6 separate regions of the Mus musculus genome follow, and all the other regions are linked to region 6. The links are chromatin contacts, called in public HiChIP or PLAC-seq, Micro-C, capture Hi-C and promoter capture Hi-C maps. All regions are on one chromosome and are shown on one strand. The core of a region is the stretch at or near the end of the contact, and the rest is flanking DNA. Distances in the headings are between cores, read along the strand shown. Region 1 holds the start of Ctcfl (CCCTC-binding factor (zinc finger protein)-like). Region 2 overlaps Zfp831 (zinc finger protein 831). Region 3 has its middle 7.9 kb from the start of Gm30537. Region 4 has its middle 15 kb from the start of Gm40017. Region 5 holds the start of Pmepa1 (prostate transmembrane protein, androgen induced 1). Region 6 holds the start of Npepl1 (aminopeptidase-like 1).

What was found. Promoter capture Hi-C pulls out the DNA fragments that hold promoters and counts their contacts. Hi-C and Micro-C count contacts between places; a contact is called where the count stands out from the background. HiChIP or PLAC-seq counts read pairs in DNA pulled down with a chosen protein or histone mark. Capture Hi-C pulls out chosen DNA fragments and counts their contacts.
Region 1: a contact with region 6 is called in a capture Hi-C map of embryonic stem cells, with 3 times the contacts expected there. The contact joins the promoter of Ctcfl here to the promoter of Npepl1 in region 6. A contact is called at or near these places in 3 of 39 promoter capture datasets (hippocampal neurons, liver and pre-B cells), 3 of 484 Hi-C or Micro-C datasets (B cells, the G1E-ER4 cell line and embryonic stem cells) and 1 of 9 other capture datasets (embryonic stem cells).
Region 2: a promoter capture Hi-C map of liver shows a contact between it and region 6, with 2.4 times the contacts expected there. The contact joins the enhancer-like site here to the promoter of Npepl1 in region 6. A contact is called at or near these places in 4 of 39 promoter capture datasets (the 3T3-L1 cell line, liver and pre-B cells), 3 of 484 Hi-C or Micro-C datasets (LSK cells, embryonic stem cells and palatal mesenchyme), 1 of 115 datasets of contacts at active chromatin or transcription factors (astrocytes) and 2 of 9 other capture datasets (adipose tissue and embryonic stem cells).
Region 3: a contact with region 6 is called in an H3K4me3 HiChIP or PLAC-seq map of craniofacial prominence, with 6 times the contacts expected there. The contact joins the enhancer-like site here to the promoter of Npepl1 in region 6. A contact is called at or near these places in 6 of 39 promoter capture datasets (the C10 cell line, embryonic stem cells, frontonasal cranial neural crest and 2 more), 4 of 115 datasets of contacts at active chromatin or transcription factors (craniofacial prominence, embryonic limb bud, large pre-B cells and 1 more) and 2 of 9 other capture datasets (adipose tissue and embryonic stem cells).
Region 4: a contact with region 6 is called in a Micro-C map of palatal mesenchyme, with 2.3 times the contacts expected there. The contact joins the enhancer-like site here to the promoter of Npepl1 in region 6. A contact is called at or near these places in 2 of 39 promoter capture datasets (hippocampal neurons and pre-B cells), 2 of 484 Hi-C or Micro-C datasets (embryonic stem cells and palatal mesenchyme), 7 of 115 datasets of contacts at active chromatin or transcription factors (craniofacial prominence, embryonic limb bud, embryonic midbrain and 3 more) and 1 of 9 other capture datasets (embryonic stem cells).
Region 5: a contact with region 6 is called in an HNF4G HiChIP or PLAC-seq map of pancreatic cancer cells. The contact joins the promoter of Pmepa1 here to the promoter of Npepl1 in region 6. A contact is called at or near these places in 3 of 39 promoter capture datasets (hippocampal neurons and liver) and 3 of 115 datasets of contacts at active chromatin or transcription factors (cardiomyocytes, embryonic limb bud and pancreatic cancer cells).

The regions. Positions count from the first base shown.
Region 1 is chr2:173,117,282-173,121,579 of GRCm38.p6, forward strand. Ctcfl (CCCTC-binding factor (zinc finger protein)-like) reads right to left here and starts at 2,244. Exons shown (of 11, transcript NM_001355185.1): 1 at 2,008-2,244; 2 at 980-1,518; 3 at 1-122. The coding sequence starts at 1,507. The region is part of intron 5 of Gm40011; the gene reads left to right.
Region 2 is chr2:174,672,226-174,676,612 of GRCm38.p6, forward strand. The region is part of intron 3 of Zfp831 (zinc finger protein 831); the gene reads left to right. Among named protein-coding and RNA genes, the nearest start is that of Zfp831, 31 kb to the left of the region's middle. Within about 2 kb of position 1,701, at least 105 of the 459 cell types and tissues checked have an H3K27ac peak or open chromatin away from gene starts, as enhancers often do. A contact at or near this core is called in adipose tissue and liver, where this site is marked.
Region 3 is chr2:174,870,182-174,874,761 of GRCm38.p6, forward strand. No RefSeq gene overlaps it. Among named protein-coding and RNA genes, the nearest start is that of Gm30537, 7.9 kb to the right of the region's middle. Within about 2 kb of position 1,945, at least 43 of the 459 cell types and tissues checked have an H3K27ac peak or open chromatin away from gene starts, as enhancers often do. A contact at or near this core is called in craniofacial prominence, where this site is marked.
Region 4 is chr2:174,900,719-174,905,337 of GRCm38.p6, forward strand. No RefSeq gene overlaps it. Among named protein-coding and RNA genes, the nearest start is that of Gm40017, 15 kb to the right of the region's middle. Within about 2 kb of position 3,078, at least 14 of the 459 cell types and tissues checked have an H3K27ac peak or open chromatin away from gene starts, as enhancers often do. A contact at or near this core is called in palatal mesenchyme, where this site is marked.
Region 5 is chr2:173,274,132-173,278,596 of GRCm38.p6, forward strand. Pmepa1 (prostate transmembrane protein, androgen induced 1) reads right to left here and starts at 2,402. Exons shown (of 4, transcript NM_022995.3): 1 at 1,957-2,402. The coding sequence starts at 2,053.
Region 6 is chr2:174,108,796-174,113,594 of GRCm38.p6, forward strand. Npepl1 (aminopeptidase-like 1) reads left to right here and starts at 1,556. Exons shown (of 12, transcript NM_213733.2): 1 at 1,556-1,777; 2 at 2,282-2,467; 3 at 2,819-2,989. The coding sequence starts at 1,628.

The DNA of each region.
Region 1 (4,298 bases), core at 994-3,493, 990 kb before region 6:
ATGGTCAGGACAATTTCGTCGTCTTTTCCCTCTTTTGGTTTCATTTCCAGAAGGAGCAACCTCTCTTCTCTCTTGTCTGTCTCTCCCTGGGGCGGGAGCTGGTCCTTTTCATCTTCTTCGGGCTAATAAGTCAAAATGAGCAAGTGGAGGCAATGCTGTTAGTTACAGTTTGATAAAATTCTTCATTCTGGCAAGCTACGCGCACAGAAGGGGAAGCCGGCATGTGAGACCACGTATGGGCATCAAACGCTTGCTGGAAAGCCATCGGTGACTCAGCATCTGGGGTTCTGTGGGGACTCTGTCTTTGTTGGTGGTGGTTTTTCGTTTGTTTGTTTGTTTGTTTTGTTTTGTTTGCTTTTTTTTTCGGGGAGTGGGGGCAGGGTCTCAACTACTTGAGCCAGTCTCAAACTCACCATGTATCTGAGAATGAGCCTGAACATCTAATCCTCCTGCCTCCACCTCCTGAATGCCAGAATCACAGGGTACCACCAAGCCAGGGTTATAAGGTGCTCGGGATGAAACCCAGGCTTCGTGCATGCCAGGCAAGCACCGACTGAACTACATCTCCAGGCCATAATACTTCTTTTTAAAAAACGCAATGTACCTTATGCTAATAGCATCATTTCCTGCAACTTTTTAAAAGCCTTTAAACACACACATATTTATGTGTATTTATATATGGTAAGACATGTATACATATACATATATATGTATACATATATGAGTGTGTATATGTGTGTATGTGTGTGTATATATATATATATACATATATATATATATATATATATATATATATATATATATGTATATATATATATATATATATGGCAAGGTCTTGTTATTTTATTGTACTTTATTTTCCAACTTCAAACATATCGTCTATACATAACATCGCCCAAAGCTGCTTCAATCTAAGAAAACTCAGTTTTAGCTTTCTCTATCCCACAAGGCATCAGTGTGTAAGAACGATGCACCGTACCTTTTTCAGGGCTGTGCTTTCGTCCAAGTCTGGTGTTAACTCTGGGTTCTCCTCGGCCATTAGCACATTCTCTCTCAGCAGGTGAAAATGTATCCGCTGCAGCTCCTCTGGTGGGTACAGCTCTTCCGGGATGCTGACCGTCACGCAATGCTGAAGGCTGAGCTGGGGCTCTGGGTCGAGCCACAGCACGGATGGCAACTGCAGTATGCCTTCCGCCTCTGGTACCGTCCCTGAAAGCTCCTCAGAGTGTGGCACGCTCAGCCATCCCAGCCCCTGTAGGTGCACATCCTGGGACTCCAGGTGCACCGTTTGCAGGGTCAGGATCCGCCTGTCGCTCTCCACCGGGGCCCTGGCCTCCAGAAGCAGGCAACTGTTCTCGGCCTCCACCTCCTTGACAACTCCCTCCTGGGCTTCCACTCTTTGTACCCCGTCCTCCTCTTTCTCCTCCTCTAGGTCTCCAGGCTTCAACTTCTGCTCTTTGATCTGGGTGAAGTACCCAGAAGGGACAGGGACCTCAGCGGCAGCCATGGTGACGACCCCTGATGGAAAAAGAGCGTGCAATCTTTATGGGGTGCAGAGGTGCTGGGGCCTAGTAGACATGGGCTTTGATCAAGGTGCACAAAATGGGATCAACATTCCAGGCCAGTTTGGACTCTGTAGTGAGTCCGTGTCTCAACCCCACACCCATACCCTGCAAAAATCTCTAACGGGATTTAGGTGATATTCCAACATTCTAAGTCCCAGGCTGGGCTCGGGATGGTGAAGGGTGGTAGTTTGCGTTGGCATGGTTCAGGGCTGAGCACAGCCGGGGTAAGCCCCCCAACTCTGTGGGACACGCGAGGTTTTTAGGGCAGAGCAACCTCTCTTTGGCCTCGTGGCGCTTGGCAGCCATGTGCACACGGCCCACCAGCCTCCATGCCTGCCTCCCAAGCTCGGCGCCCCGCCCGTCCTGCCCCGCCCAGCCTCACCCCACCCATGCCCATGCTCCCTGGTGCTCCCCAGGAGGCAGGGGCACCCCAGGGCCTCACCACAGAGGCAGGGCCTGGACTGTTGACCGCGTGGCCGCCACCTTGCCACCTCGTGCTAAATTGCTCTTCGTGCAGCAGCCGCTGCCACCACCTCCCTCTACCAGAGCCCTGCGCAGGTGCTGGCGGGAAAGGGGTGGAGCCAAGGAGAGGAAAATGGTGGAGATGGAGGAATGGAGTAAGGGTCCCAGGACCCCAAGGGGGCGCTGGAGTCCTCGGGGGAATGATGGACAGAGAAGAAAAGATGGAATCCTGGGAGTGGGTGGAGTCCTGAAGGATGAGGGACAGAGTTGTGGAGTCTTGGGGGTGGGGCACTGTAATCCTGGGGCAGATGATGGACAGAGAGGGAGAGATGGAGTCCTGAGGGGGCGCTGGAGTCATGGAGGGGATGGTGGACACACAAAGAGAGATGGAATCCTGAGGGGGCGCTCGAGTTTTCCGGAGGAGATGATGGACAGAGAGGGAGAGACGGAGTCCTGAGGGGGCGCTGGAGTCCTGCGGAGAAGATGACGGACAGAGGGGGCGCTGGAGTCCTGCGGAGGAGATGATGGACAGGAGTGGTCCTGAAGGGGGAACTGGAGGCATGGCAGTGGATGATGGACAGGAAGGTGGAGGAGAGGTCCAGAGGGGCGCTGAAGTAACTTAAGGACGACGAAGTGGAGAGGAACCGACCTGGAGACTCTGGGAGGACCGGCAAGGTAAGAGTGCTGCAGGAGAAAGACCTGCAAGAGTCGAGGGGGCCTATGTGCAGGGGGTGCTGGAGGGTAGGATGGGGTTTGAGAAGAATCTTGCGATGTAAACTGGAGGCCCACAAGCCTCGTGGGTGCAGAAGTGGTAAAGGAACTGTAAGGGGGAGACGGAAGGGACAAGGGAGGCCGAAGGGAGACTGATGGAAACAAAGTTCTGTTGAAGTTTTGGAATATTGGGGAAAAAAAATCAACTGGCTTCAAATGCTGTCTTTGACCTTGTGTTTATCTTCAAACTACCTTCAGCCTCTATCAGTCAGTTGCAGGGCACCATCAGGTGGGTGGAGCCAGGACAGCGATGCAGAGAGGAGAGGCAGGAGGCAGGAGGCAGGAGGCAGGAGGCAGGAGGCAGGAGGCAGGAGGCAGGAGGCAGGAGGCAGGAGGCAGGAGGCAGGAGGCAGGAGGCAGGAGGCAGGAGGCAGGAGGCAGGAGGCCTCCGTGGGCTCTGTAGGTCTCTTTCAGCTCTTTCCACTTGATAATGTTCTCAGCAGAAGCATTCTTTGTGGGCAGGTGTGTGTGTGTGTGTGTGTGTGTGTGTGTGTGTGTGTGTGTGGAGTGGATGGAACATGAGAGTGGAAATTGGGGGGACTGTGGTAGACACAAAGGCCAACTGGATCTTTTCTTCCCTTGGAATCCCCCCCACTCGTCCGAGATCTTTTCTTGCTATCCCACGACTAGGCGTTTTGTTTTGCCTTTTCTTTTTCTTTTTCTTTTTTTTTTTAAAGGCATGGCTTATAACTCTCAACATTTAACACATTTCAAAAATGTAGTGTAATCATGTTTGCTGGTTGTGAAGAAACATGTTTGTTGGGATAATTCTTAAAGGACAGCACACAGTTTGAGGAACAGGCTTTTAAAAAAATTAAATAAACTAGCCGGTTTTCCAACAGTCTTGATTCAGACACATTCCCCAATACCTGAGTGTGGATCCCCCTCCTGTCTGTAGCCAGGGAAGTTAGTGATGTCCCCATGGATGCTTCTACTTCTAGCCTATTCTCCTCCCACTTTCTCATAGCTATGTCTCTTATTTGAATATAGCATATATGCAAATATTTTTTTAAAAAAATCAATAGTGCAACAAATGGAACTCATTAAATTTAACATAAACTCTCGTATCGTTCATGAGTTAAGAGTCTTGGGCCACTGTCTTTCTTCTCACGTCTGAGATTTGTGTGTCTGTGTGTGTGGTCACACTTCTTGTGGCAGTTGACTGCACGAGGGTACAGGTGTGCGTAGCACTTGTGGTAGGTTATCTTGTCACAGCTATACTTCTGGGCAAGCTGACGAAGGGATAGTTTGATGGTGCCACTGCTCAGGCGCAGCATGAGGTGCAAGGTGGACTCTTCCTGGATGCCGTAGTCCGACAGGGTGTGACATCCTCCAGAAGTTTGCTGGTGAGGATGGTCCAGTGGGATGCCTCCCTCGTCTTGAATTTTGACCTTGACATTCTCGATGGTGTTACTGGGCTCTATCACAAGAATGATGGGCTTTCCCGTCAGGGTCGTCATGAAGTTCTGCAAGTTGGTGTCCTCTCTGCCTCCTTGAGGA
Region 2 (4,387 bases), core at 451-2,950, 560 kb after region 6:
CATCAAGAGGGGTTAGGTGTCCACATCTGGCTGGGAGCTGAGAGCAAGGTTGTTTTGATGGAAGTTGTTTTTGCCATAGCATCTGCTCTCACGCTCTGCTTTGCCTTGGACTCAGCGCACCTGAGACGCTGAAGCCGCTGTCCTCGGTCTCCCAGCTTCCTGTGAAGCGGGGGTGTTATAGAAACCAGTAATTTCATTTGTGGACTTAGAATTCATTTGTTTTTAAGTCGAGGGACATCTGTCTCTTTTTGCCCCAGGCCTTCATCTGTAAAATGGAGTATGGCTAGTGTCTAATCTGGCTTCTGTCTAGAAAGTCCTGACTCATTCCAAGGGGAGGGGGGCGTTGCTGAGAGGCCCACATCACAGGATCCTCTAGGTCCAACAGGGAGCGAGGTCTTGGCAGAGAGCTGTTACAAAATGACAGTACTCTGTAGCGTGTGACCAGGGTAGCAAACAGTAGGGGGCGCTACCGTTTTCACCCCACATCTAGAGAAGATGTCTTTAGGCCACAGGAGTGAGCCAGAAGTTGTGGAGTCTCATTCCGCTGCCAGGGACTGGGTCCCTAGTGCGACACAGAGAAGGCTAGGGTATTTATGCTTCATGTACATCTCTGATGGATGTTCCAGAGGGAGCTCAAAAAGTCACTGGTGCTCTGCTTAAGGTCCCCAACCTCCAGACAAGGTTCCCCTCTCCTGTTGGCCTTCACCTCAACCTTGGATGCTGGCAGGGAGCTCAGAGAATCAGCTCCAACAACAAGCAGCTTCCTGCTTCCGCATTTGAGGGTTTCCGCCAAATGTTTTTCCTCACCTGAGTTTCGATATGGCCTTTGGGGTCAGAGGTGGCTGCCAAGGTTACCCACCTCCCCATCCTCACTGGCAGGGAGTCGTGCCCAAGTTCATAGTGGATGAAAAGATAGGTTCCTAGATAGCCCCCTCTCTGCTAAAACTCTTAAAATGTTGTTTGTTTGTTTGTTTTTAACTTTCAGTTTTGTTTTGTTTTTTGTTTTTTTTGTCCCAGCCCAAAGGCATTAGCTTTTGATGGCTACGAGGCACCTGACATGCTGGAGACGGACAAAGCCACCTCTGAGCACGAACATTTGAAATTATTAAGTGTTCATTAAAGCACCCCCGGGCGCACAGTGCTCTTAGGGATGTTAGCGTCTCAATTTTCTATAATTTCCTTATTTTTCTCTTCTAGCTAAAGGCAGATGAAAAACGAACTCGGTGCATTTGAGTCTCTGAATCATAGTTAATGTGCGACGCCCCCTCCCTTAACTGCGCTGTTTCCCTCTGCCTCCTCCAGTCTCCTTCCCTATCAATTGGATAAACTTCTTAATCCGTTTAACCCCTACTCTGACTGCCACTCGGGAAATGCATGCAAAGACCCCCGACCAGCTCTCTCTACACCCTGACTCGCTTTGGGCAGGGGTCTGCGGGCTGGGAGCTGTAGAAAAATCGAGAAGACTGCAGCACTGCATCCCCGGCGCCGGCAGGAACTCGGGGGCAGCTGTCTGGCAGGTGGCTGCAGGCTGGGGTGCAGAGCAGACCCTACGCAGCCACCCACGACCCCCAGCCCCATCGCTAGGCTTCCGGGGGGACTAGGGAGCTGCGGCTGTGCATGGACTGTTCTGGAAAAACACCAAGCTCCAATCCCCCTCCCATCCGCCCTCCTGTGACTCTGGTCTTACATGAGCAGAGAGGGAACAACAGCTAAAAGCTGTTTTTCTCTTTCCCTTTCTTTTTATTTTTTTGACAACAACCTCACATAACCTCAAAAAGTTACCCATGAATTTACCAAAAACTTTTTATGAAACTACTTTAACCTCTGGTGGGGGTTAAAAACAAGCTCTGTGGATTTATTATCCGGGGGAAAAAAAAAAAAGCGAAGCATGACTCTGTATTTGCTGGAAAATCGTCTACCAAGCTTCAACGGCGCCCCCTACAGCTGCCTGCGAGGAATAGCCAGCGCCGACTGCAGCAGGAGCTGCAGGCTGCCCAGGACCTGGCAGGACCTGATCCCCGGCGGGTGATTGGACCCCCTCCACTGCACCCCGGGTCTGCTCCGAACCCGGACACCTTGCTGGGTCTTAGTTTATATTTTTTGAAGTTCAAATGGCTAAACCAGGAGCAGGCTAATCGCCAGCAGGGTTTGTACTGCCAGCCTCGGCTGGACCCCTGCAGAGCAGGCGAAGCTTACAGTCTGAGCACGCAGGCGACCCTTGCTTGTTTGTTCCTTTTTGCTGCTTTCACGTAAATGCCACCCAGATGTACTGAAGGAAGAATGATGACCCCCAGAGGAATAAGGACAGGAGTATAGGCAGGGGCCTCGTAGGAGGCTGAGACCCAGAGAAGCTGAGCATTGCAGAGAGCAGGGTGAGAGATGGGAAAAGAGAAGACCGGGGGATGGGGTGAGGGTCCCTGTGAGAAGGAACGTGGATATGGTCAGCAACCACCCTCCCAACTTCAAAACACCCCAGCTCTCCCTCAGAACCGTGTTTTTAGGAAGCACATGGAAGGAAAGAAAGAAAGAAAAAGAAAAAGAAAAAAAAAGCCGTTCAGAAAAACAAATGTAAATCAGAGACAGAGGAGCGGGCGCTGCAGCCTGCCCAGAAGAGGCAGTAGCATGCGGCACTCAGATTCTCTGGTCCCTCACACCTGAGTCCTGCTGCTAAGGACTGAGCTTTGCTTCAGAACTGAGAGAGAAAGAAAGAGGGAGGGAGGGAGGGAGGGAGGGAGGAAGGAAGGAAGGAAGGAAGGAAGGAAGGAAGGAAGGAAGGAAGGAAGGAAGGAAGGACAAAACCCAACAAAACAAAACAAAACAAAACAAAACAAAACAAAACAAAACAAATGCAAAAACCAAACTATCATCCGGGTAATCTTAGCTCCTATACAGGGAGAAAGCCAGCTCTGGTCTCTATGAGAAAAATCTAGAATTTGACAGTAAATAGATCTTCCAGTGTTTACATGATGGTAATTCAAACTCTCTCTCTCTCTCTCTCTCTCTCTCTCTCTCTCTCTGTCTCTGTCTCTGTCTCTCTCTCTCTGTCTCTCTCTCTCTCTGTCTCTCTCTCTGTCTCTCTCTCTCTCTCACACACACACACACACACACTACTGTCAGAGATCTTTATTAAGGGGGGGGGGGCTCACTGCCGTTTCTCTTTGTCATCTAACACCCACACATTCAGCATCTGGCTTAGGAGAGCCAAATGCCAAACGCAGTTTGTCTGTATCCTCTTTTGGGACTCACCGGTTGGATTTGAGGGGAAAATTCCTTTTCTTTCTCCCTTCTGGTCCTGGAGACTATAGGAAGACAGCTGCTTCTCCACACCCCCAACTCCCTAGAAGTCCCGTGGGGAATGTGGTGGCACTTGGGGGAGGTGGGCTTTCTATTCTTATCCCAGAAAGGTCTGTACCCGTCCCCTCCTGATAGGTATGTGTCCTTTCTTCCCAGCTTCTCACTGAACCGGGTCCATTTCGAGTTTGTCACTTGCATCCAAAGTTACATTTGTGATTTGGGGGCATCTTTCCCAAGATGGAATTTCTGGGTATCCCGTATCTCCCAAACCCCCTTGCCCTGACCCAGCCTAGGCTTCTTCCTGCCCTTCTGACGGTAGAGCCTGGTGTTCTGATGCCTCTAGTGGTGGACTCCAGTATAGCACCCTGTTGCTTTAGCAGAACACACGGGCATTCCTACTTTGTCCACTAGCTATTTCCTGGGGAGCTGTTGTGGCTTCTAATCGTACCTTTCCTGTTTTCTCTCTCCACGAAAGATCTGGCTACATAGCCCAGGCTGCCTCAAACGTACGGAACTCCTCCTGCATCATAGTTGCCACCCACCAGGCTTTACCCATTGTTTCTGAAAGGGCAATCTAAAATCCCGTTGTGTCTTCCTTGTATCCTAAAACGTTGAACGTTGCAGTGGAGACCATAGAGAACCAAAGACATGTCTGCATCTACCTCTGCTAAAGTGGGTTAAATAGACTATGCTTTTGACTCTCACAAGCTCACACGTTCATGGCTCAAGTGAGAAAGGTGGTATATGTTTTCATCTGGAAGCGATTGTTCTCCTTTTACAGTTGCTTCTGGGTTCTGCTGGGTTTCCATGCGTGGTTTCTACCCTCTGCTTTCACTCTGTCATGCTAGCACACGACGCTGCTGTTCCTAAGTGGCAGAGGAGGCTCTTCATTTTCTGCTATTAATTTTTATCTGTTGTGTTCTGTTGTACTTAATTTTAATTAATTGAAGTGACTCATTATAAATACAATGCATAATTTAAAAAAAAAACTAAAAGAGAGAGGGAGAGAGAGAGAGAGAGAGAGAGAGAGAGAGAGAGAGAGAGAGAGAAATCCTCTTAGTCCATTCTAAGTAACTGCATTTTGAAGCTCAGA
Region 3 (4,580 bases), core at 695-3,194, 760 kb after region 6:
CAGGCTCAAACAGCCCAGGATGCTGTAGGGCCACTAGCCAGTGCTCTAGCTGGTCAGTTAAGAAAAGCTGCTGTGGGGGTGGGGTAGCACTGGGCCAGCAGACAAGGGGACCACTGCTACAAATGCTCAGAAGTTGGGGACACTCCATCAGAGAGAGAGAGCAACAACAAACCTTGTATCTCAAGAGAGAAAGAGCAGGGGACAGAAGATTCGGGTGGGAGGGTCCGTGCCAGGGCTCAGAGGCCTGCAGGGTCAAAGACAATGCTGAACTGGAGGCCAATCAGGAATCCATTTTCAAAAGAGCACCCCCTGCTGGTGGAGAATGGTCTGTGAGGAAGGGAGAAAGAAGGGAAAAGAGAGGGAGGGAAGGGCATGGCGGTGGCTTATTCTGAGGTAGGGGACAGGCAAGAAGGGACAAATGCATTCCTGGAGAAGGGCTGGCCTTTTCGCAGCCTCTTCTGCCCTTACCATGGTGCACGTTTTCCAATTTAAATTTGAGCTAAATTAAACTAATTTCGCTTCATGGAACCTCAGAATTAACGGATGGTCCAATGACCTCAAAAGAGCTGAAGTGCAAGAATACAAGTCCTCGCGCGCGCGGTGGGATAATGGAAAATGTTTATGGGTTCTGACCTGCTCAGCCACCGCTGGGTTTGTGAAATTAGCACATTTGGGTACCAGTGTGTATTTCTCCTCCTCCAAACAAAACAAGAACAACAGATAGGGGTGTGTGCCCCTGGCTCCCATGGGCACCCTGGCACTGTGTTTGCAGGTGTCAGCACCTGCTTCTGAGTTATCTGCACCTCTCATCTGCCCCTCTCTGGCAAGGCAGCTCCCAAGGGAAAGCACGGCCTTAATTAAATTATCGAGAATTATTTTAAGTTTCATGTTCTCCCTCATGTTACTAAAAAGTGTTTGCTGTCATAATGAAGACCGCATGTGCCCTGGATCTAATTATTAAACCGTTAGATTGTTTCATAATTCCTATTAGCTGCTTTGGTGAGAAAAGGCAGATGTATTCTTTCTTTCTCGCTTTGACATTTATTTTCTGTCAATGTGGTTTGTCTCCGCCTGAAGGAGCTGAGCACGTATAGTGGTCTTAGTGGGGGCTGGAGGCTTGCTGGCTGGAGCTGGGCACTGGCACCCCCACCGTCCATTGGCTCCCCACCCCCACCCCGTGTCGGCCTGGGGTAGGAACCCAGGCTAAGTTCCTCAAAACTGTGTTTCATTCTGTACCAGAGTGACTGACTGGCCTTATTGCTGGGGCACACCCACCGGTCCCTTGGGACCTCGTGCCAGGCCTGCCTACTTTCCTTAACGCCTCTAAATGTCTAGTCTATAAAAGATCAACATAAAACAGCCCAAGTAGAATAAGTAGATGTTTGATTACATTCTAGAAGGTTCTATTACTTCAACTAGGAAGCTTCGAGGCACTCCCTCGTCATAAAGTTTAAGTCATCACAGCTAACTAAGCAAAACAGATGTGTCTCCAAATGCAAGCTAAAACATTATAAGAAAACAGAGGACAAATTACAGTAATTTGTGGTGCCTGTGGATGTGTGTGTAAAATCACGAATAATTGGAAGCAAGATTAGTGAAGTCTTTTCAGAATGTTCTACCATGAAATATGTTCTGGAGCGGGGTGTGTGTGTGTGTGTGTGTGTGTGTGTGTGTGTGTGTGTGTGTGCCAGCTTTGGGGTTTGCAGTTGCCAAGATCTCAAGGCCCTAAACACTGGTCCTAGGGTGAGGCTCCCATGCTGACCGCTTCAGTAATCCCCCTAGGGAAGAGATCATCTGCTGTGTGCCCCCCCCCAAAAGCAGGGCTTGTTAGGCCCTAGGCCCAACTGTAATTTGATTTTTGTTCCCCTGAGACAGCGCTGATTAGGGCCGTCAATTAACTGAATCAGTTCCAGGAAAAGCTGGAGTTGCAGGCAGCCTGGTGTGCTTCAAGATACTGGAAGGGTATGTGGGCTACAGCTGCAGGAATGCTAGGAGCCTGTCATCTAGGGCTGACCTTAGGCTGCAAACAGACAACAGCTTTGTTCTTTCCTGAGACCTCATTGCTGAGAGCTGTGGCCCTCATTCACTCCAGTGCTGGATACTCAGAGAGAATGGAAGGAGGCCGTCAGGTGAGGTGGAGGTGCTGGCAGCGTTGGTGGCTGCAGACTGCCTGCGATTGTTAGAACCATCTCCTGGTGCTCATTCTTAGCATGGACATGCCAGCCAAATCCTCCCCTGCATGCCGGAGGGCTCCAGGGTTAGGCATGGCCATGTTATTCTGCGTCTGGGTCCTGAGGCTGCCAGCAGCACCTTGGTTTCTGCATCCCAACACATGGAGCTGATCACCCCCAAGCAGATGCTGCATTCAGAGGCCTCGAAACCTCATCGTGAACCATTTGGGAGAAACCCAAAGACTTCCCCTCCTGGAAAGGCAACTCTGGCCAAGAGTAATGTCAGCGGCCCTTCTCAGGAGGACCCCAAAGTTGCACGCGGTACTTTCTCAAAAGCTGGAGGCCAACTCAAGGAAGCCTAAGTTAGAAGTTCAGTGAGCACAGACCAGCGTGCCATGCTCGAGTCAATCCCCAGGCTACAGAAAGACAGACACCCTCACAGGCCCTTGAAAGGCAAGAGATGGCTCAATAAGTGGGTTAATTTGCATTTAATACAAGTACAAATTGCAGCAACCTCCAACCATAGCAACGAGCAATTACATTAGGCTGAAATTAAATGGGGGAGGGGGTTAGGGAATACAACAAGTCCCTTCTTGGCTTTGAGAACAGTGGGAGAATGAATGACCCTGTGACTTCATGGACAAGTACAGAACTCCTTGCTTGAAAGAACACACTCTTTAAAAAAAAAAAAAACACACACACCTATTTGTTTATTTTATACACAAACACACACACCTGGGTATGTGTACCCCATGTGCATTCAGCAGCCTGTGAAGGCCAGGAGAGAGCAACAGAGTCTCTGGAACTGAGCTAACAGAGCATGATATGAGCCACTGTGTGGGTGCTGGGAATCAAATCTTGAGTCTTGTACCGGAACAGCCAGTGCTCTTAGCCACTGAGCTGTCTCTCCTGCCTTGGAAGAAGTCGTTGTTGGTGCTGGTGCCTCTCCTTGAACGGTTGACTATTGTATAGAAGCCCATGACTTCACTGAACCTAACTGTGTCATTTGTAGCCCAGTATGACTACGGTACCGCATGTGGTCTGTGCCTCTGGGATTCTTCTTCTATTTCTTCCTGTTGCGGGAGCTAGAGTCAGAGTTTGGGGCCTGACATCCCCCAAAAAGGCCAGGTTATGCTACCCATTCCCTACAGGCCAATTAAACACCTAGTAAGAACCAGGGGGCGGGGGAAATGTGATTTATTCAGTACAACTACATTGGGAAGATAAATAGAGTCCTAGTGACCCCTAAGTCCATCTGTGGAGTCCTGACATAAGATTTAACTTTAAATAGAAGAAGGCACGAGGCCTGCACAGTTTAGCAGTCCTGTTCTAGCTGTGGCCGCGTGAACCACTGACCCATCACTGTCTCAGGCCCCACTCATCACTGACCCGTCACTCTCTGGGCTTTACTATGTTCTGTAAGATGGTCTGACACGCTGTCAGACCTGTGTGAAATCTCTTTCCAGGAGACAAGGTCTCTCTCTGGCTGGCACAGGCTTCAGTGTTTTCCAAGCATCAAGTTCCTGGGCAATTCCAATTTCTTGGGATCCATTGTCTTGGTAGTCGTGATAGTCTTGTACCACTGTAGCCAAAGGAGGGACTTGTGTCTCTTTAGCATATTTTCATTCCTTCCAAGACAGTTCCACCACATCACTCCCGTCCGGTCCCTTTCTCAGACCATGACTTGTGTATTCCTTCCCCCACCCCCCTAATTTAGCTGACATTTTACTTAAGATATAACACTTGGGCAATGCAGTTCACAAATCTTGGTTGGCGATTTTTTCTTTTTTAACATATGATGGCACCCTCAGTAAGGCATTAGACACTTCGGCCCTCCTGGAAGCTCACTTTTCATTGTCTTCAGAATCAATGGCACGCCAGAGGCAAGCCCTTTCGATTGACACAAAAGGTACAGTCAAGACAGTCTTTTATCTCAGGAAGGTTTTCTTTTTTTACTTCCCAAACTTCTCTTCCATCTTACTGAGGCTCAGAAAAATCTAGAATACTCTCAAGGGGCAAAGCACAAATGAGATGGGCTTCAAAGGTTCCTTAGCCATGACAGAAATACCCAACACTGAAGCAGATCTAAGTCCTAGTAACGGGGGTGGGGGGGGGCATGGGGCCATCCTGGAGGTCCATTTCAGCAATGAGGTCCTTGGGTCTCTTAGGCGATGCTTTCAGAGGTCCCAACGCTGCATTTCCAGGAGATTTATTATCTTAAATTATCTTAATTGTTTCATGAATGTGAACTTGATATAAAGTAGCTTCCTGAAGTACGTGGCCGAGGAAGGGAAGGAGATTAATGACCTAATCAAGCATTTGGAAACAAGTAGCCCTGCCTCGTGGACAGAGCACGCCACAATCTTCATTTACAAATGTAATTATATTGATTGGGGAGATGTATTCCTT
Region 4 (4,619 bases), core at 1,828-4,327, 790 kb after region 6:
AAAGACTTCCTCTGCAGAAAAGGGGGACCAGCCAAAGAACTCTGGAAGATTCTCTGTGCATGGAAACTTCTAGGCTCTGCAAAGGGAAGGTATTTCATTTGTGAGGCAATAGCACCCTCTGGGGCCAGACAGAAGCATTACCTCTGGAATATTCTCTGGGTCTTCAGAGCTCCTGAACCTAATATAAATCTAATACAAGTAATATTAAATATAATAAAGTGACTGGCCCTATAAATAATATTATATTAAGTATAATATAGTGAGTGACCATACCTTGAGCAGGGCTGTTTGAAGACGTCAACGCAGCCAAAGGACCCTTGTTTGTGTTTTGTGGTTCTGGTCCCTCCATTTCTGGCCCCAGCTGCCACTCCTTGGGAATTTTGGATGGTGGGGTTTAGAAGTGTCACAATGGAGGTTGACCCCTGACCTCCTCTTGGACTTTGATCTGAGGAATCCCTTCCTGCAAAGTGAGGTTACTGACATATCTGTAAACTTAGTTTTGTGCTCAGTGGCCACCTGCACTTCCGGGGGCTGCGGCTGGACCTTAGCGTTGTTACCTCATCTCCTTGGACGTTTGGGTGATGTTTGTTTTGGACAACTCCAACACGTTGGGCTCTCCTGGAATTTGGTTCTTCACTGGTTCCTGAGGAGTCGAGGTTGAATAACTGAAAACAGCAGCTAACTGTCTCATCCTGAGGCCAGCAGGGCTTTCCAGAGAGCCCTTTGTCACTGGAGAGGTCACTGGAATGGACATTGGAATTCTGGGGCTCATAGGAGGTGCAGTGGTCGTGTGAGAGTTAGTTGAGTGCAGAATCGATGCTCAGACTAGTGCAGCGTCAACAAGCCCACTGCCGGGATCTACTTCCAGCACACTTCCTCTGATGTGACCTAAGCATTATTCATTGGACCCCACAGCATTTCCCTCTCCACACTGCCATTCCTCAGAGAAGGCACTGGCCCGCCATCGCGGTCCCACCCCACCATAGCAATGCAAGCACTAAACACTGCCCTTCCGGGTCAGCAGCAGGGGTCAGGCCTCCAGAGCCTGTACCCCTTGTTCCTGTGTCGCCTCGAAAGTCACAGGGTGAGGGTGCTAGTGCTCTGTAGCCTTTCTCTGCTGCTCCGGGGTTGCTCCCAGGCCTCAGACACCTCCTCAAGGATCCAGGTGACAGCCTTGCGCCTACCTGCTTTCTGCGCTCCGTGATGGCTGTCAGAGAACGCCTGCGTTAATTAGATCTCCGATTAGATGGCACATTAAGTAATTATCCCAGGGTAGATCCCAAGTGAAGTCTATTTAAAGTGGGTGCCTGAACTCGTGAATGAAAACAGGGGTGAGTCACGCTCTGTTACACCACGCAGAACCCGAAAGGCAGCGCAGCAGCAACAGGAGTAACTGCGGGCGGTTCTGCCTCTCCCTTTCCTCGCTCAGCAACGCCCCAAGCACTCTTGGCCTAAAATCTGGTACCCAGACTGCTTGTGGCTGGGGAGTGGTGTGCCATCCTTCCTCGACTTCATGCAAGGAAGAGGCAGTATAGTGCCCATGTTGCAGATTCAAAAACTAAGGCAAAACACTGGAAGTGGAAGAATACGGTTCTAAACCAAGGCTCTGACTGAGCTGCAGCCCTGTGGGCGGGCTCACCTCTGGCCGCGCATGGCCAGCCAGTGGGCCGTCATATGTCTATGAAACATCTGCTCACATCCAGCATCTTACCTCATATGGTGTCGTTCAATGCTCTCATATGTTGGCTTTTTGCATTGGGCCAGTTTTTGTGCCCATTTAACAGATAGGGAAACTGAGGTCAGGGGAGGAAAAAGCCTTCTCCAGGGTCCTACAACAAGGAGCAGCAGAGCTAAGTGTCATGTGGCTGTTTCATTGGGTTGGACACGTCCATACATCAGAGCTGCTGTGATCACTCAAACAAGACCCTCTGTAGATGAAGCCTTGTTAACCTTCCCTTGTTGAAAATGGGAGGACTCATGAGGTCCACCAGGCCCAGGGAGTCTCTCCTTTTCCCTACAATGTGAGCAGCTAACAGTTGCTGGGGGTGAGGGAGCTAGTGGGGAGCTTCGGTGATTTACATAGCACTTATTACATTTATTACATAGCCTTACACTTATTACACTAGCACTTATTACATAGCATTCATGAGGCCCCAAGTTCAATCCCCAGGACTGCAAGATGGGTGGGAAGAAGAAGGAAGCTGTGAGCTGGGTGCACTGGTGTACACAGGCCTCCTAACCACAACGCTGGAAAGGTGGAGAAAGGAAGGTTAGGAGTTTGAGAAAAGCCTTGAACAGGGTAAGTTCAAGGTTAGCCTGGGCTACTTACCATAAGTCTCTCTCTCTCTCTCTCTCTCTCTCTCTCTCTCTCTCTCTCTCTCTGTGTGTGTGTGTGTGTGACATACACAAGTGCAAGTATATAGAGAGGGGCAAGCTTCTCTAGTGGTAACTCCTTTGGCAGCATCACTTACCATGTCTGTTGTTCCATCTACTGTGGATAAACAGAAATAGACTTGCCAAGCAAACATGGGAATTTCCAGGTACTGAGGTTGGACCCCAAGTCACCACTTCAAAACAGCTAGGAACAGACGGTGGGGACAGAGCAGTGTGACCTCAGTGAAGTTAGTTCCGACAATGTTTACCCTGCTAGATCTCCTTGCACTGGAGAAAACCGTAAGCTATGTCAAAGGTTGTTCATGTAGCTGTATAGACAGATCATCCGTGCAGACCTCAGAAACGATAGCCTCAAAGCTGGGGGTCAGAAAGAAAATTCTAATAAGCATCACTGGCCTGCCTGTCTTCCATCACCCAGGGCCTCTGGTCCCAGCGTTAGACCCTGCAGCTCGGGGGAGGGCCTGGGGCCCTCACTAGCTCCTGGGCTCCTTGTACCAACTGGAGCAGGGAGAGTAGGGACATACCTGTGATACGGCCAGATGGGATGGTAACTTGTGGCCCTACTAGGCCCGGGGACACTGGGCAGCCTCAACATGGCAGGCGCTATGTTATAAGGAAGCCCATGTTCTCCTCTACGGCAGGCTAAGCCAGCCCCCTTTGTCTGCATCATTTGTCGTGGGGGACAGGAAAGAGGAGTGAGGGATGATCTTGCCAAGAACAAGCAGCCGTGAAGAGACCCGCACATCTGGAGCTGGTTAATGGGACAGCTGCCTTCTGTTGGGTGTGTATGTGTGTGCATTTTTAATTCAACAGCAGCAACAAAACTCTTTTTTCTCCCCTTAAATGAAGTTAAGAGTTTTAAAAGCTGCCCTTAGTTGACTTGGGTTGTCTGGCTTTACAGTAGTTTATAAGGAACAAGTACCCATGGGTCCTAGTGTTGACTCTGACTGGCCTGGCTTGTACCCTAAGATACGCATCCGAAAAGAAGATTCCGTCAAAGAACGTGGGGAATCAGTCCTGAAGAATGAGAACACAGGCCCAGTGTTCTGCCCAATGGTGCCTGCCACTCTCCACTTGGTCATGGGCACCTCCTTGGGTCAGAGGAAGGTCAATTCAACGGCAGAGTGTCTATACCCTACTGACCACCCTTGCAGACTGATAATCTAAATTTTAATCTCTCCAGGCGACTCTCATGAGCAACCGGAGACCTCCATCTGGGAGTGACAGTGTGTTTGTTAGGAAAAGAGTAACAGCGAGTGTTAGTCAGAGGTGAGGGGCAGACCAACCCCGTCCAGAAACTCAGTCTCATGGATATGACTCTGCAGGGATGCACGGATGTGACTTCATCCATCCACCCTCCAATCAGGGTCATCAATGTGACATCTACAAGGAGCTGAGGTCTCTCAATGGCCTCTGCAAAACTCTGCTCCACAGGCCTGGGGGAGCCCAGGCAAGGGCAGGGCAGACAGGAGCCTCCCCTCAGCTCTGGGTGTTCCTTACTTTGGGTGTTGTTTTTTAATCTATATTTCTTCTTTGATAATGTACAACTGCGCATCTTCTGTCTGTCACAGGTACTAAGAACAAGATTTAGTGTCCCAGTTATTGCCTCTCTGTGGCCTTGGCTGAAATCCAGGTGTCCACAGAGTCAAGCCCCTTCTAAGAAGAGCCTCAGGGGAAGGCTCCAATGCCGGGGGCTATGCTCAATTCCTTGCCTGGATCAGGGTCCCAGTCTTTGCTGACTGTGAGGCAGGCCTTTGCCTCTAACACTATTATCTCCTCTCTGCTTCCTGTGAAGTCCCTTCAGCTAAGATGACCAAGTCTCACTCAGGCACCCAACATCTGTAACTTCCCTTTTGCCTTCTTCTTCTCCACAGTTTAAGAATGCTACCTCCCACCCCAACCTCTGCTGTTAAGGGCCCCTTCGGAAGGATGAGGACAGCAGCTGCCTTCCCCTTTGAAAGCTCTAAGATCCTAGTGAGTGCTACACACACCTTAGGCCACGTGAGACTGCACACACGTGGGACTTGTGGCTGTGGCCACGTGAGACCGCACACACGTGGGACTTGTGGCTGTGTGCTCATCCTAACCCATCTGTAACCAAGTGCAGCAACCACTAGTGTTCAGCTGGGTAGACTGTCCATGATGACCACCAGGTTGGGAAGCAGAGGCCCTCCTGTCCCACACAGCCTTTAGCTGCAATGTTCTGTAGACAGCATAGGTAGGAT
Region 5 (4,465 bases), core at 1,152-3,651, 830 kb before region 6:
CTCTTATTCCAATGTTGATGGGGGCAAATACCGGTTACCACCAAGAGCTTCAAGCCATCTTGGTTTCAACCAAGATATCATTAGGGCCAATTACCAGTCTGTTCTCTACTTCTCCGAATGAGTTCCAGGGATGGAACTCAGGCTGTCAGACTTGACAGCATCTTGCTGGTACTAGAGCTGATTCAACGAAGGGACAAAATTAAGATTGAAGTCTTTTGTTGTTTTTTCAGAGAAAAGACAAGACCAGAATGTCCAACTGGTCTTTGTCATACAAAGTGAACCTCCACGGGAGGTTTCCTAGGGCATTTCCAGGAGAGAGAAGAGAGGAATCCACAGAGCAGGGTCAGCCTCTCCCCAGACACGTGCAGAAAACTAACATCCTCTAGATGGTAAATTCCCTGAACCTCTCTGATCGTCGCACAGGGGCTCCTGGGAAGCCTTAGGGTTTGGTGCCAAGGAAAGATCACAGACTGATGGCACTGGCTCCTGGCAGGTTTTCTTGACATCTCCTGTCTTGGGGCAGGCAGCAAGGCAGCTGGGGAGAAGTGGGATTCAGTGACGCCAAGGCTTTCAATTTCAATTCCAGACTGGGAGACAGTGAGTCAAATTCGGCACAAGGGCCCCACCACCCAAACCTACTTCCTCTGCTCAGGTGGGGCCCGGTCGTGGGCTATTTTTTACCCTTGATGCTTTACTGTACATGCGGGGTGCTGGGGCGGGGGTGCAAACTGTGGCAGCTGCCTGCAGAAAGCAGCTTATGAGTCACCTAGCGACTGCCCAGGTCTGTGGCAGTTGCCCCTGGGCTCCACAGAGGACCGCTGTCTGGGTTAGGGGGAGGCTGTGTACCCTTTTGCCCTAAGTGCTTTGGGGTAAGATAGAGAAACTAAACAGAAAGGCAAAAGGTACCCCCTCCTCCCCAAAAATGTGGGTTAGGGGAGGAGCGCAGATTAGAGGCAGATGGTAGGGAATGAGGTTTCAATTCTCCACCCAACCCAACAGCCACCTGGGTGGGCCACACAAGGAAGTAGATGTTCGCTGATCTCAACTTCTGGAGGTGCAGGATGGGGTTCAAACGGGGCACTCACCACCCTGAGTCTACCACCTCCAAGGAGGTCTCAACACAAACAGCCCCAAAACTTTGACTCATTTGTAACCACCGTCCCAGCCAGAGTGAGCCAAGCAGTCCAGACAGAGGCTATTTATAGGAGTCCGGGACAGACATTCACAATGACACACACTGGGGATCCGCGGTGGGCTAGACGCGCCAGCGCTGAGCCCTGGATTCAGACACCTGAACACAAACGGTCCTTAAATCTGGCTGGATCCAGATCATATCCCCAACCCCCGCCACGAGCACACAGCAAATCAGTCACACTGAGATGCAGGAACACTCGGACACGCACTCGGCCGGCACAGACCGCGACTCTGAACCACAGACACCAAAAGACGCGCGGAGACTCAGACAGACAGACTAGCGCACTCTACATACGCACGGAAACCCGGGACGCATCGCCATGGCCACTCCAGACACACGCCAGGAGCCCCAGACACCTCCCGGGCCAGACAGTGTCTCCCCCGCCCGCTCCCCCGCCCAAAGTTGATAAAGAGCCTAATTGCTCCATCGCCGCGGCCCCTAGGGAAAACGGAATGGAAACTTCCCCGACCCGGCTCCCCTGGCCCTCCCAAGAGGCGCGACGTCCCCGCCGAGCCCCGGGTCCGAGTCGGGCCGGGCGGGGCGCGCGCGGCGGGGACCGTGCCAGGCTCGCAGCGCCGCGGGACAAAGCCGGGCCGGCCGCCAGCTGCCGCGAGCCTCCGGGAGGGCGCGCCCCGGGCGCGGCGAGCGCAACCGGGGAGCCTGGGCGAGGCAGGCGCGCGGCCCCCGAGTCCCCACGCGATCCCGATGTCCCGGGCCGGGGATCCCACGGGGCTGTCCCGGGGGGAACAGGGCACACTCACTGATCTCCATGCTGGGGAACAAAGAGCGCTGGCAGTTGCACGCGCAGGAGACATTGGGCTGCCCGGCGGCGGCGGCGGCGGTGCCGTTGACCCCCATCAAGCGGTCACGGGCGGCGCGGGGCGCGAGGCGCGGGGCGCGGGGGCGGCTCCGGCCGGCGCGCGGGGCTCGGGCCCCGCATACAGCGAGCAGCGCGGCGCGGGCTCGGGGCGCCGCCGAGGTCCCCGAGGCGAGCTGGGTCCCCCGGCCGCCGAGCGGGAGCCCCGGGGCGGCGGGCCGTGGCCGCGGGCGGCGTGCGGGGCACGGGCGGGCGGCCGGGGCACGGGGCCGCCGGGCTCAGCCTGCGCGCCGGCCGATCCGCAGCTGAGCGCCGCCGCCCGCTCCTCATTCAAGTCCAAGGAGATCGGGTTGCGCCGCGCGCCCGCGGTCGGAGGCAGGCAGACGGTCTGACGTCAGCGCTAGACGGGGCTGCCGGTTCCCACCGCGCGGGGGCCGCGGAGGGGGCGCGCGCTGCGCCAATCCCCGCCGACGGCCCCCGCACCCTCCTCGGCCCGGGGGGCGGGCCCGTCGCTCGCGGGGCGGGCTCTTAAAGGGCCCGAGCCTAGCGTCCATGTAGACCGGTCGCCGGCGCTGCGTAGACCCAGCGCCCTCGAGACTCCGCAGGCCCGGTCCGCGGGAGCCCCCGTGCCTGCGGCGGTCACAACACAGAACAAGAATCAAGACGAAAAGTTAAGGTGTTCTCCTCTCCAACTCCTGCCCCTGGGGCCCTCCACCCAGGCTTTTGGGGGCACCCGAAGACTATAAGGTTTCTGGGGCGCCTTGGAAGAGTTTAATGCATGGAGATCAGAGCATGGAGGGTCTGGAGTAAAGACCCATCCATAGCTGTATTTCTCAGGAGACTGAGAATTAGTCTGAGCCCCTCCGCAACCCCCAACCCCGCGCGGCTCTTTAACTGGGCCTTTTGGATAGACTGGAATTTCTGTAGACACGCCCCGAGAAGCGCCCCCTGGTCCTTGCCTTGTAAATTAGTGCCCGGGACTGGGGGTGAGAGTGTGTGTGTGTGTGTGTGTGTGTGTGTGTGTTACTATTATGGGACACCCAAGCAGTTACACACCCTCACCCTCTATCTGCCGCCCCAAGGGCCACCGACTGGGTTGTGTGGCTCAGAGTGTAAAAGGGGGTCAAGGGAGGGTGCTTTTTGTTCATTAAGTTTTAATTAATTACTGGAGAGCTATGGGAACCCGTGCTCTGGCTTCAAAGATATTAAACTGTTACATAAGAGGCCTCCCATCCCTAGCGCAAAGCCAGCCTCAAATATGAAGTACGCCTCCTTGACCCATTCCTAAACTTTCAGTCGCCTGGCGTGCCTACTGTGTGCCAGAAGCACACCAGATAGTAATGTCTCCCATAGCAACTTGGGGAGACAAATTATTATTTGGCTTCATTTTACAGCCAGAGAAAGTGTTCGGTTCAGCTAAGCACAGCGGTGAAGGCTCAGGAAGACGGAGCCTAAGTTCTGCACAGCCTGATGGAGTACCTGTCCCTGCCCACGAGGGATCCAAGGACTTTAAGGGGCTGTGTCCCTTGTCATTAAAGAAGGGGAAAGCTTTCACAGGTTTTTGTTATTTATTTTTAATAGACTGGTGAATAGGTGAAGCTGAGAGAATAGTTTTCAGAGCAGCCCAGGAAGTGGGTTCCTCTGCCTAACCTTCCGTGACCTTCCTGGAGGAGCCACCGCGGAGCCCAGTGTCCTCCCAGAGGGAGGTTCCAAGGTGCTTAGTCCATTTGTTTGAAATAGCAGCTCAATCTTGCTTTTTGTTTTTAATATTTATTTTTTTATATATGTATGAATGCTTTGCCTGTGCGTGTCTATGCGACGTGTGTGTCCTTTATGTCAAAGGCCAGAAGGCCATTGATCGATCCTCTGGGAACTGGAGTTACAGATGGTTGTGAGCCACCGTGAGGGTGCTGGAAACTGAACCCAGGTCCTCTGGAAGAACAGTAAAGTACTGTTAAGGGTTGAGCCATTGCTCCAGCTATAAGCTCAGTCTTAAAGCCAGGACAGGGCAGGGGATTCATTTGTTCTTGTTCTAACGCAGGTGGCAACTGTGTCTCTTCCCCACGAGTGCGGGGCCCCAGCCTCACAGTCTTTCAAGATTGGCTAGTTTTAAATGGATCTTGGCAAAGGAAAGGAAGGCTCAGCTGCATCAGGACTGTTCAGTTCTGGGAAGGGGTTGGCGGGATGCTTTGCAAAATCAAAAGGTGGGGGAGATTTACAAAAACATTTTGTAAGTTGGAGGAATTTAAAGGTTTGAATTCCTTTGCATAAAAGTTCCTACAAGGTAGGTGTGTGTGTGTGATTTTGGTTGGGGGTAGGGGGTGTTGTGGAATACTGGCCCCTAGCAGGTTACCCTTTATGGAAAAATATTTTAAAACCATCCCCCCCCCACCCCCATGGGGCCAATAGAGATTGCTATGGCTACAGTCTTCTTCCAGCAATCCGTTCTGCTA
Region 6 (4,799 bases), core at 306-2,805:
GAGACCTGCGCACCTGCAGCTCCAGCTCCTGCTCTCATAGGCTGCAGGCTATGTCATGCTCACTCCTGCCCCACCTCCCAGCGTCATTCCTTCAGATGACATCTTGCTGTGGACTGGCCTGGGGACTGGGGACATAGTACTTCTCCCACAGGGATCAGCTTAAGCCTGCCACCCTCTAGGAAAATTGCAAGTTGTCTCGGCCCCTCCTGAGTGCCTTGTGCCTCACACTGTATTTGCAAACACCAGAGAATCGGGATAGAACACTTAGTACCCTTTACAAAATGTGTGAAAACATGCAGTTGCTGTAAAAACTCTTTTTCGAGAAAATAAGATCCAATTAGTGTTGACTTCTGCGTCAGGAAAGCCAGAGTTTCAAAGGAATCCCCTCTGCTCATTCAGCTACTGCCGTCTTCAGGGCTGGCCTGCTCTGGGCTGTTTGATGGAACCTCCAAAGCTGAAGAAATCCATACCATAGATGGCTTGTAGGTGGGGACATAAGGTGGGTGGTGCCTGCAGGGTCAGTGGAATGGAGAGCTATGTGATGAAACTGGCTTTGGTAGGGTTTTTTTTTTTTTTTTAATGTTTTATTTAATTCATTCTCTCTCTCTCTCTCTCTCTCTCTCTCTCTCTCTCTCTCTCTCTCTCTCTCTGTGTGTGTGTGTGTGTGTGTGTGTTTAAGTCGGTGTGAGTGGGTACCTCTTAGTCAACCTCTTAGTCAATGGACACATTTTGGATACTGGTTTGCACCTTCCAGATACGGGACTAGAACTCTGGTCCTCAGGCGCTGCAATAAGTGTCTTTTCTCGCTCAGCCATCTTGTTTTGCTAGTTTTAAAGGCTGATAACAGAGAAGAAATGTAGATTAAAAGTGACATATAAGACTGGAGGTCACAGCCGGGCGTGGTGGCGCACCCCTTTAATCCCACTTGGGAGGCAGAGGCAGGAGAATTTCTAAGTTTGAGGCCAGCCTGGTCTACAGAGTGAGTTCCAGGACAGCCAGGGCTACACAGAGAAACCCTGTCTTGAAAAAAAAAAAAGGAAGAAGACTGGAGGTCACTGAGCTCTAGCCCCAGGCCTGGAGTTGTCAAAACCTGGGCAGTGTAGGGTAGCAGCTGACTCCTTTCAAATGACTTCCTATAAGCTCCCAACACTGCTGTCTTTTCCTCTCCAACACAGGTGACAAAGTGCAGAGGCAGCTTGCGCCCACTGCTGAATGGTGACCTTTCTGGCGAGCGTTAGGCCGAGGAGGCGGCCTACGCGGAATAAAGGGGGGATCCGAGTGCCTAATTGTCAGGCCACTGCAGTAGCCACGGCTGTCCCTGGCAAGTGAGGCTTCCTCGAGTCCAGGAACCTACTGCCAGCCGGGCCAGGGCAGTAGCCAGAGCTGGAGCGCTTCCAGGGGCTCGCGCGCCACTTGCCCCCCAACGGAGGCCCGGAAGGCGCAGTACGGCCCGCGCCCCGCCTCCGCCGGCGCCCCCTCGCGCCCCGGGTGGGCCCTGCAGGGCGGCGCGGCCCGGAGGCGGCGGGGAAGGCGGGGCGCCGAGGCCGGGCGGGCCGGGGCGGCGCCGAGCCGGGCCGGAGCAGGGCGCAGGGTGCTGGGCGGCCCGGCCGGGGTCGTGGGGGGGAAGATGGCGAGCGTGGGGCTGCAGTTCCAGGCCAGCGCCGGGGACGCGGACCCCCAGAGCCGGCCCCTGCTGCTGTTGGGCCAGCTGCAACACCTGCACCGCGTGCCCTGGAGCCACGTCCGCGGGAAGCTGCAGCCCCGGGTCACCGAGGAGGTGAGCGGGCCGCGGCCGCCATGCGCCTGCCAAGCCCAGGCCCTGGGCCACGGGCCCCGCCTCGCCCGCGCGCCCCGCCGGGCCCAGGGCGCAGGCCCGCGACAGGCCTAGCCGTCTGTCCCCAAGGCCCTGGCTGCAGCGAGGCCCGGCCTGTGTCGCCGGCCTGCCCGGGCCGAGCCACCTGCTTCCGCGCCTCTGGGCCGGGCCCTGCAGAAGGCCCAGTGGCGGCTTTCCGCGTGGCCTCTGGCCTCGAGACCCGCTTCCATGGCCACTAGCCAGGGCCCAGGAGCCGGGCCTCCAAGTGTTTGAAGCAGAGGGTCCCCAGACAGGCCTTGCCAGCGCGAGGCGCAGTCCCACGAGGGTGGTAGGGTACCAGAGAGCCACACATGCCTGGTGGCAGCGGCTAGGGTGCCTTAGACAAGCAGGCGTGGCCCGCAGGGCGCATCTAGCCACACAGCACACGTGTTGAAGCCCGGTCCGTCTCATATCTCCTTTCTAATCCAGCTCTGGCAGGCAGCTCTGGCCACGCTCAACCCCAACCCCACAGACAGCTGTCCTCTCTACCTGAACTGCGCCACAGTGGCAGCTCTGCCTTCTAGGGTGAGCCGGCATAACAGCCCGTCCGCAGCCCACTTCATCACCAGGCTCGTGAGAACCTGCCTGCCTCCTGGAACCCACCGGTGTATCCTGGTGAGTGCTGGGCCGGTGAGTGTACCCCAGCCCGTGGCCCACCTCAAGCACAGCAGGCTGGCCCGTGTGATCTCCCATTCTAACCCTTCAACCACCGAGTGATTTACACCGGATCGGTTTGCGTGACAAATCAGAGATGCCAGCCTAGATTTATTGAGGCCTGGGCTTATGTCTGTGCCCTGCTCATCTGTCTGGGAAAGAGTGGACAACATCTGGTGGCAGACATTTTTCTCACGCAGCCTCAGGTTACTGGGGGGGCACAGCCGTCTGGGTTTGTAGAGCTGCTATTGGGAGAGTCCTGGTGGTGTCCCTTTGTGGCTTCAGCCCCACCTTGCTTCTCTCTCACTACAGATGGTCTGCGAACAGACTGAGGTTTTTGCCTCTGCCTGTGCCTTGGCACGGGCCTTCCCACTCTTCACACACCGCTCAGGGGCATCCCGGCGCGCAGAGAAGAGGACAGTCATGGTGGAGTTCTTCCTGGTGGGACAAGACAATGGCCCAGTGGAAGTGTCCACCTTGCAAGTGGGTATCTAGAGGCAACATGCCTTCTGGGAGCACAGGTGGAGAGCTCTTCTCTTCTCTCCCCCTGGGAAGAGCTACAGTGCTTTTCGGGAATCCCAAAAAAGGGTCTTGGGTTGTATTTTCAGGTCTCCGTTTGGTGCAGCTGTGATTTGATTATGCATAGTTGTCCCCTTAAGTGGGGAGCACTTTTGTGTGTGACAGTGGGAGCACCTTTACGTGTTAGGTGGGGAGCACCTTTATGTGTTTCGTCTCACTGGAGCCTCAGAGGAAACTCAGGCAGGCTGAAAACCACTGCCAGCCTGTCAGGCAAGGGAGGTGCCTGACCTAGGTTGCCTTCCGTTGCCTTGACCCGGCTTCCACCCAGCAGCCAGAGGCCAACTTGTCCCTCCACTTTGGCTTCAGGAAGGCTGTTGCTTGAGCCTCAAGCAAGCACCCTACTTGAGGGCTTTGCCCTCTGTCTCCCTGATACAGTTAAAAGGGGGCGGTCCTCCATGTCTGCCATCTCGTGTCAGCTCTCTGTTTTTGAAAACAGTCTAGTTGCTTTGCTGGTTTTAACCCCCTTTCTCTTCCAACCCACCCAGGTCTAGTTTGGGCCCCTTCTCTTTTTCTGAGGGCCACGATGTGTCCGTCTCTCCTTGAAGCATACCCCCCAATTCTCAAGCCTCTTGTCCCAACTGCCCTCCACCCTCTTACTTTCTCTTTCCAAACTCTCTGGCCTTGGTGTCTCAACTCTGCAAAGTTTCCACTACTTGTGGCCTTCATCTGGCAGTGGGCACTGAAGACCATGTCTGCCTGCTAATTCTCGGGGGTCCCTTCTGGGCTTCCGCCTCACCTCCTGCCAGCCGCTCACGTCTGGGCACTCTGTGGTGATAAGTGCCTCCTCTTTTTCCTCACCAGGGTATCCCCCACGATGCCCACCCCTAGAGCTCTGTCTGGGTCCTGTAGACTTTTAATCAGTTGCTTTGTCCTTGTCTCTACTGACATCTCTCCCAGTTATCGGAGAGTCCATCACATTGCCTGCTGTGTAGCAAGCCTCACATAAACCCACGAGAAAGAAGTGAGTGGATATTTCTTCTCTTGTCAGTGAGACCGAGGTTGAAATGCTCTTCACTCTCATCCTTTGCTTAGTGAGAACTCGGTGGAGGGTCTGCGGGGTTAGACTGCCTCCCTTGAGGCCAGTCCTCGGCCCAACACACATCCCACGCAGGCCACCGGCTGCTGACAGGTGGCAGGGGCTCACAAGCACAGCTCATATCTGAGCTGTCAGCTCCCTGGTCTCTACGCAGAGCCTTCGAGGTTTAATTACCTGGGACAGGCAGCGGCTCTTGTGATGGTCAGACAGCGGGGGCGGTGGCCGGCTGGCAGAATCGACTTGCGCCTGCCCTCCTGACATACAAGTCCGGGGGAGGTGATGATGAACTGCAAGCTAAAGCCCCGCGCCCCCGCAAGCCCCTTAATATCTGTTTCTTCCGGCCAGTACAGAGGCACTGACGTAGTCAGTTATCCCTGGCTTCTGAGACTTTGGGCACATGATGGGATTAAATGGAGGTGGAGGTCTGCTCAAGTCAGCTATGAGGAAGGCCCTGTGGCAGAGAAAGATGGACAGGCAGGAGTCTAGGTCTGGGGTGGCTCTGCAGAGACCTGGAGCCACCTGTCTCTGGGTACATCTAGCATCTACAGACCCAATTGGGCTGTCCCCAAGTTGTCCTTACTACAGAGCTAGGAGTCTGGTGGGGTCTGTTGTCTCAAGCTCCTTTCCTCTCCTGGGTCCCCTGAGGCTAATGAGCTCTCTAAGACAGAACATGGTCCC